Linked DNA regions of Sus scrofa: region 2 is linked to region 1. The links are chromatin contacts, called in public Hi-C maps. All regions are on one chromosome and are shown on one strand. Each heading gives the region's core, a stretch centred on a gene start, on an enhancer-like site or on the middle of the called end of the contact. The rest is flanking DNA. Distances are from core to core; before and after follow the strand shown.

Evidence for each region. Hi-C and Micro-C count contacts between places; a contact is called where the count stands out from the background.
Region 2: a Hi-C map of embryonic fibroblasts shows a contact between it and region 1, with 2.0 times the contacts expected there. The contact joins two enhancer-like sites. A contact is called at or near these places in 2 of 47 Hi-C or Micro-C datasets (embryonic fibroblasts and mesenteric adipose tissue).

The regions. Positions count from the first base shown.
Region 1 is chr14:42,408,412-42,411,296 of Sscrofa11.1, reverse strand. No RefSeq gene overlaps it. Among named protein-coding and RNA genes, the nearest start is that of CMKLR1, 10 kb to the left of the region's middle. Within about 2 kb of position 1,471, at least 6 of the 83 cell types and tissues checked have an H3K27ac peak or open chromatin away from gene starts, as enhancers often do. A contact at or near this core is called in embryonic fibroblasts, where this site is marked.
Region 2 is chr14:42,598,807-42,601,989 of Sscrofa11.1, reverse strand. No RefSeq gene overlaps it. Among named protein-coding and RNA genes, the nearest start is that of WSCD2, 16 kb to the right of the region's middle. Within about 2 kb of position 1,684, at least 12 of the 83 cell types and tissues checked have an H3K27ac peak or open chromatin away from gene starts, as enhancers often do. A contact at or near this core is called in embryonic fibroblasts, where this site is marked.

The DNA.
Region 1 (2,885 bases), core at 222-2,721:
GGTTAAGGATCCAGGGTTGCTGCTGCTGTGGCTCTGGTTACTGCTCTGGCACAGGTTCAATCCCTGGACCTAGGTTAGCACCCGGCACATACTAACTGCTGGCTGACAAAGACTCAGATTCACTGTTGACTTCCGTCACTTCTGCCTCCACCCTGTTTCTCCTCCCACAGCCCATCTTCTCCTGCCCCACCCGCATCTACAACAGTGACTTAGCTTCTTCTCTCTTCCCTGTTAGGAGAACCCAAGGCCTCTGAGATCACTGGACACATTCTTCATGTCCTTAGACCTTTCTCCATCCTCAGCACCTCTACAGCCACAGGTATCTGGCTTTTTCTTTAAAGAGCCCCTTTCTTCCTCTGTATACAACTCCCCAAAATACAAGGCATGGACCTGCTTGACGAGAGGGGTCAGGGAACAGGGAACCACACCCCCCAATTCCTTGGTTCCCCCCTGGCTCCACCTGAGCACAGCCTGAAAGCTCCTGTCAACCTATTGACCCCCCACCCCATCACCACCGCCACCTTGAGGTTCTCCATTTTTCCTCTTGACATCGTTTCATTTTTTCATTCTGATATCCTTTTAAACTTAGAGAAAACTAGCAACAATAGTGCAAGAATTCCTTATGTCTGGACCCAAAGTCTCCAATTATTTACATTTTGCCCCAATTGCTTTATCATTCTCTCCCTCCCCAGTCTGTCTGCACAGCTTTTCTTGAAACTCTCCCATTTTGCATATGGGAAAACTGAGGCCCAAGGAGTTTTCTCTGGCCCCTTTCCCCTGCCTCACACCCGTGGTCCCATATTAGAGGTCCAGAACCTGAAACCTGCAAACATGTCAAAGGCCTATGAGGTATTTGAAAACTGAACCCGCAAGCAAATGGAACTCACAACTGCAGACTCAAAATGAATTAAGTGTCTGAGTAAATGTCTACAACACCTTAGTGAGTCAGCTGCTATCCAATGACATTCGTGCCTTTAGAAATAGAAAAACACGAATGACAAGTACATGAAAAATAATTTGTTTTTCATGAAACCCCATATATACAAATGACTTTAAAACCTTTTCAGCTATTTCTACTGAACATGCACGTGTATAATGGGTTCTGTAGAGGCATTTTGAGGTTTGCTGTGATGTGAGGTGGGGTTCCCAAATTGTCAGGGATCCCAGAACCTTCAAAGGCCTTCCAACAAGCTTTCTTGGCCCATAACCACTGGGTCCTCACTCAAGTTGGACATAAGATGAAGATTTTTTTCCATGTATTTTTATAAGGAGGCTGTATGTACCTTTTTATGTGGGTCATAAAAAAAACTGTTAAATGTTAAAAACACAGAGCAACACGAGAAATTCGTCATAGCAACGGGGCTGCCTCTCCTATTTTTAAAAAGTGAGCTGCTCCCTCCTCTTAGTACAGAAAGTTTATTTTCCTGCTGGGGCCTCTGACTCAGAGGCAAGCCCAGAACTCATTCTGCTGCCTCTGGGGCCAGGGGTGGGGGCCACTGGTGATGCTCAGGAGTCCCAGGCCTCAGGCCCCTTCCACTGGCCTATCTTCCAGGTACCCAGATGTTCCTGACGTTGCTGGTCCCCGCCCGGGCTTCCCGCCCTGTGTTCATCCACATGCCCCACCCAGCTATGCAACTTCAGAACCGCCTGCCTTGCAGGAGCACAGCTGGATGACTAGTTCTATAGGAACCAGTTTTGTAACTATCAAACTACTTCCTGACCAGTTGGGAAACCACAGCTACACAAGACCCTCTCTTAGGACCACCCTCTGATCCAAGAACAACAGGCCTGCTGGGGTCCCAGAACCCTGACTCAGGGCAGCCTTCTACTTGGTTAGAGTCCACATCCTCTCAGGTGGTAAAGGGGATATGACTGCAGCCTAAGGGCTTCTAAAGAGCAACTGAAGGAGGTTGAGAACACAGTGTGGGTTCAAATCCTGCTCTACTACTTAGGAGCTGTGTGACCTCAGGCAAGTGGTTTAACCTCTCTGTGCCTCAGTTCTCTCTCAGATGTAATAAGGGTGACAGTGAGTTGTGGTGGGAATGACTTATGTTCACCCACATAAGGTGCTTAGCATAGTACCTAGTACATTGCAGACTCTCAGTAATCATTATTTAAATGATTAAATAATATCATTAGTAAAGTATTCTTATTATTTTAACATCTCTTACCTCCTATCCTTCATAACACTTTTTATGACCATCTCTTAGGAACAAAGCAACAAAATCAGAAGCTGGTTCCACCAATTACCAGTTGAGTGACCTTGGGCAAATTATGAAACCTCTCTGACACTGATTTCTCATCTGTATCAGAGAGATAATAATATTCCCATAATTTATTACATTATTATATTAAAACCTACTCAAATCTTGACTCATGGTGAGTGTTCCCAAACTGGCTATTATTATTATCAGGGGTCAGAAAACTATAACCCACAAGTCAAACTTGGCCATTGTCTGTTTTTGTAAATAAAGTTTTGTTGGACACAACCACCCACATTCATCTATGGGATTGTCTCTGGCTGCTTTGATGCTACAACTACAGAGCTGAGCAGTTGCAGCAAGTGACCATATGGCTCAAACAGCCTACAATATTTATCACCTTTCCCTTTAAAAAAAAAAGTTTGATTTTTACCATTCAGATCTTCTTTAGCAGCAGGTAAATTATGGTACATACATCTTTCATCTCCGTCAGTGGACTATACATGTTAAGATTTGCTTTCCAGGAATCACCCAGCAACCCGCAGTTGGGCTCCAATAGTCCAAAGATCTTGCCAAATTATTCACAATAATAACAGAGAGAGAAAGGGTCCCTGGCTTTCTCAGGCTGCTCAAAGTCTGTGACCCATGAGAAAGACACAATCACGGGGTCATGAGCATCTGGGG
Region 2 (3,183 bases), core at 435-2,934, 190 kb before region 1:
GAAGAGGGCTCCAGACCTTTTTGGGGAGATATTAGTCCTGTGTCCCATTTGTATGTTTTGGAAGATTCCCTTCCCATTTCTCTTTCTTCCTGTTTCCCTTCATCTTTTTCCCCCAGCTAGACCTATTCATCACCAAGCATCTGTGAATGAAAAAGCTTTAGTCTAGCTTTAGAGTTGACCAGTTCAGGAGCCACGAGTCATGAGCCACATGTGTCTTGAAACGTGTCAAGTCCACATTGAAGTGATTTATAAGGGTAACATACATGCTGGATTTTATAGACTTGGTGCAAAAAAAATTTTAACACAAAGTGTAAAAGATCTCAATAATATTTTACATTGATTTTATTTGAAAATAATATCTTTGATAGGTTGGGTTAAATTAAATATTATTTAAAATTTTGTAATAGTTCAAAGTTCCCTTGTGGCCTAGCAGTTAAGAATCTGGCATTGTCATTGTTGTGGCTTGGGTCACTGATGTGGTGTGGGTTTGATCCCTGGCCCAGGAACTTCCACACGTCACAGGTGTGGCAAAAAAAAAAAAAAAAAAAAAATCTAGTAAACGCATTAAGAAAGGAAAAGAAAACCATGAAATATTACAGTATTTTTTTGCCCACATCCAAAGCATGTGGAAGTTCCTGGACCAGAGATTGCTGCAGTGACAACGCTGGATCCTTAACCTGATGAGCCATAAGAGAACTCCCTACTAGAGAATGTTTAAAATTACATGTAGCCTGCATGTGTGGCTTGCACCTTGTTTCTGTTAGAGAGCGCTGGCTTAGCACTTCCTTCTCATCAGCCCACATTTATTAATGAATGTTTTTTCTTATAGGACACCACCTAGGATCACCACACCAGGCTGACATTTTGACAGTAAATAAAATGGAAAGGAACTAATGTTCTGGAAGCACCTACTCTGTGTCTAGCTCAGAGTTGTATGCCTGGCATAGACCACATTTTCTCAGCAGTGGCACTATTGACACTTTGGACTAGATAATGCTTTGCTGGAGGGTGGGGTGCAGGGATGTCGGTGGAGGGGAGAGAGGAGGAGGGTCCCTGTGCATTGTAGGATGTTGAGTGGCATCTATGAGATGCCAGTATCAGCTCCCAGTTGTGACCACCAAAAGAGTTTCCAGGCATTGCCACATGTTTACTGGGGGCAGAATCAGCCTGGCTTGGGGGGAACCCTCAGGCAGAGAGAACTCTACCCTTGCACTGAGAAGCAGCTGCCCTGCACAGAGTAATGATTGCATGGGAATATGGATGGGGCATTGACAGCAGCTACCATGGAGGATCTAAGGTCTGCTTCCTGTACCAGGAAGGTAGCCTAATCTCCAGAAATGCCCTGGACACGGGCAGTTCCCCCAGGCACTACAAGAGAATGTGCTCTGGACTCACGCAAACCAGGATCAAATCCCAGCTCTCAGGCCTCACTTTCTACTTCATGTACTGCCAAAGAGGGTTTAATCCGAGCAAAGGGAGAGAGCTCAGAAAAGACTGCAGCCTCCAAGGAGGGTATGGAGGTGGCTGGCTATTCTTAGTAGTGAATTTGGGGAGGAAAAAAGTTTCTTTGGGGAGGAAAAAAGTAGTGAATTTGGGGAGGAAAAGCCCAAAGCACATAGCACCTTCCAGAGGGCGCAGCCCAACCACAGTCCTTCCTGTCTTGCCAAGTTTGGTCGGAAATTCTTCCCACCCCAGGCAGTGGGGAATGCGGGGAATGTGGGGTGGGCCCGCTGAAGGCCTTCAGAGCCTCTTAGCTGAAATTTCTCAGTTCTGGTGTCGGAGTAGTTGGCTTTCCTAACAGGGGCTGTTCAGACAGCAAGGTCTGGCAAGCAGGACCCCTGACTCTGGGCTCTTGCCCAGCTGTAGTTTTCCTTCGCCTGCCCGAATGCTTTGATTCACGCAGGGGCTGGCCCAAGGAGGGTGAGAGGAGCCGAAAACCAAGGCAGGAGGCAGGCAGGGCACAGTCATAGTCTTGCCGAAGCTCCAGCTTTTGAAGGTTCAGAAAGCGCTCCATATGACCCAGCAACCAGAACAAGCTCCCAAGAGGGCTGTGGACACCACTTTTTATGAGACCAACCAAGAAAACAGAAGCTCTCTGATAAAATACTCCTGGCACACTATACCTAACTCCCTGCCTCACACCAAAAGGGTTTCCCCTATGTATTTTGTAGTGTTTGAAGGCTCTGAGAAGCCCCACATTAAGGAATCCTTTCATCTCTGGTGAACCCAGAGCTACCTTGTAACACCTTCTAACATCTTCCCTTGTAACTTACTAACACTTAAGGGAATGCTGGCCTAGACCCTTGAGCTTTCTGGCAGAGGAGGTTTGTAGTTTGGAGAAAAAGCCCTTGTTTCTCCCCACACCCTACACACCCCAGTCTTTTTAAAACCTCCCTCCTCTCTGAGTGGGTGGGGCCAAGCTTGGCAAACCAACTTCTGCAACTGGTTGAGCTGAGCAGAATTAAATGGGTTAAATGGTGACATTACACAGACAAGTCAAGCTATAGGCATCTTTAAATTACCTAGACTCTCAGGAGACACCAACTGGGGGTGAGGCCCAGAAACTGGGGAAATGCAAAGCATAATAACAACCATTCAAAAAAATTAAAAAAAAAAAAAAAACCTGAAGAAAATAATTTGGAGATTATTGAGTGCCAGAACCCCAAAGCTATAAACAGGATGTTTGAAACCATTTCAAGCATAAAGGTCACAATCTGCAATTTAAATGGATAGCTTGTTGCCTTTTTTCTTGGTTATGGTTGGGTGCCACCAATTAGTTTAAGAGAGAGAGTGTGGTGGGGGAGAGATGGTTTTTCAAAGAGTGTACTGGGAATCAGGCTGGGTCAGTTGACAGCCCCTAAGCCCTAAGCCCACACAGGAGCAGGCAAATCCTTTAGTCCTTGAGAACACACACAGGACTCTTATGCTACACAGTGAGGGCTTTCTTCCTTGTTCTGGAAAAATAAAAACATAACACCACATACACGCTCTAGCTCTCTGAAGGGGTTTTACCCTGAAGAAATGAAACATTGTAAAATTATCCCTGAGATGACATTGCTGCCAAGGTCCAACCTAGTCCAATGGTCCTTATTAACTCACATCCTATTTATCCACTTGGCAAAGATGATAGGAAGGAGTCTATTCAGCTGAAGGTTGGTGTCCATCCTTCGAGCCTTTGGTCTG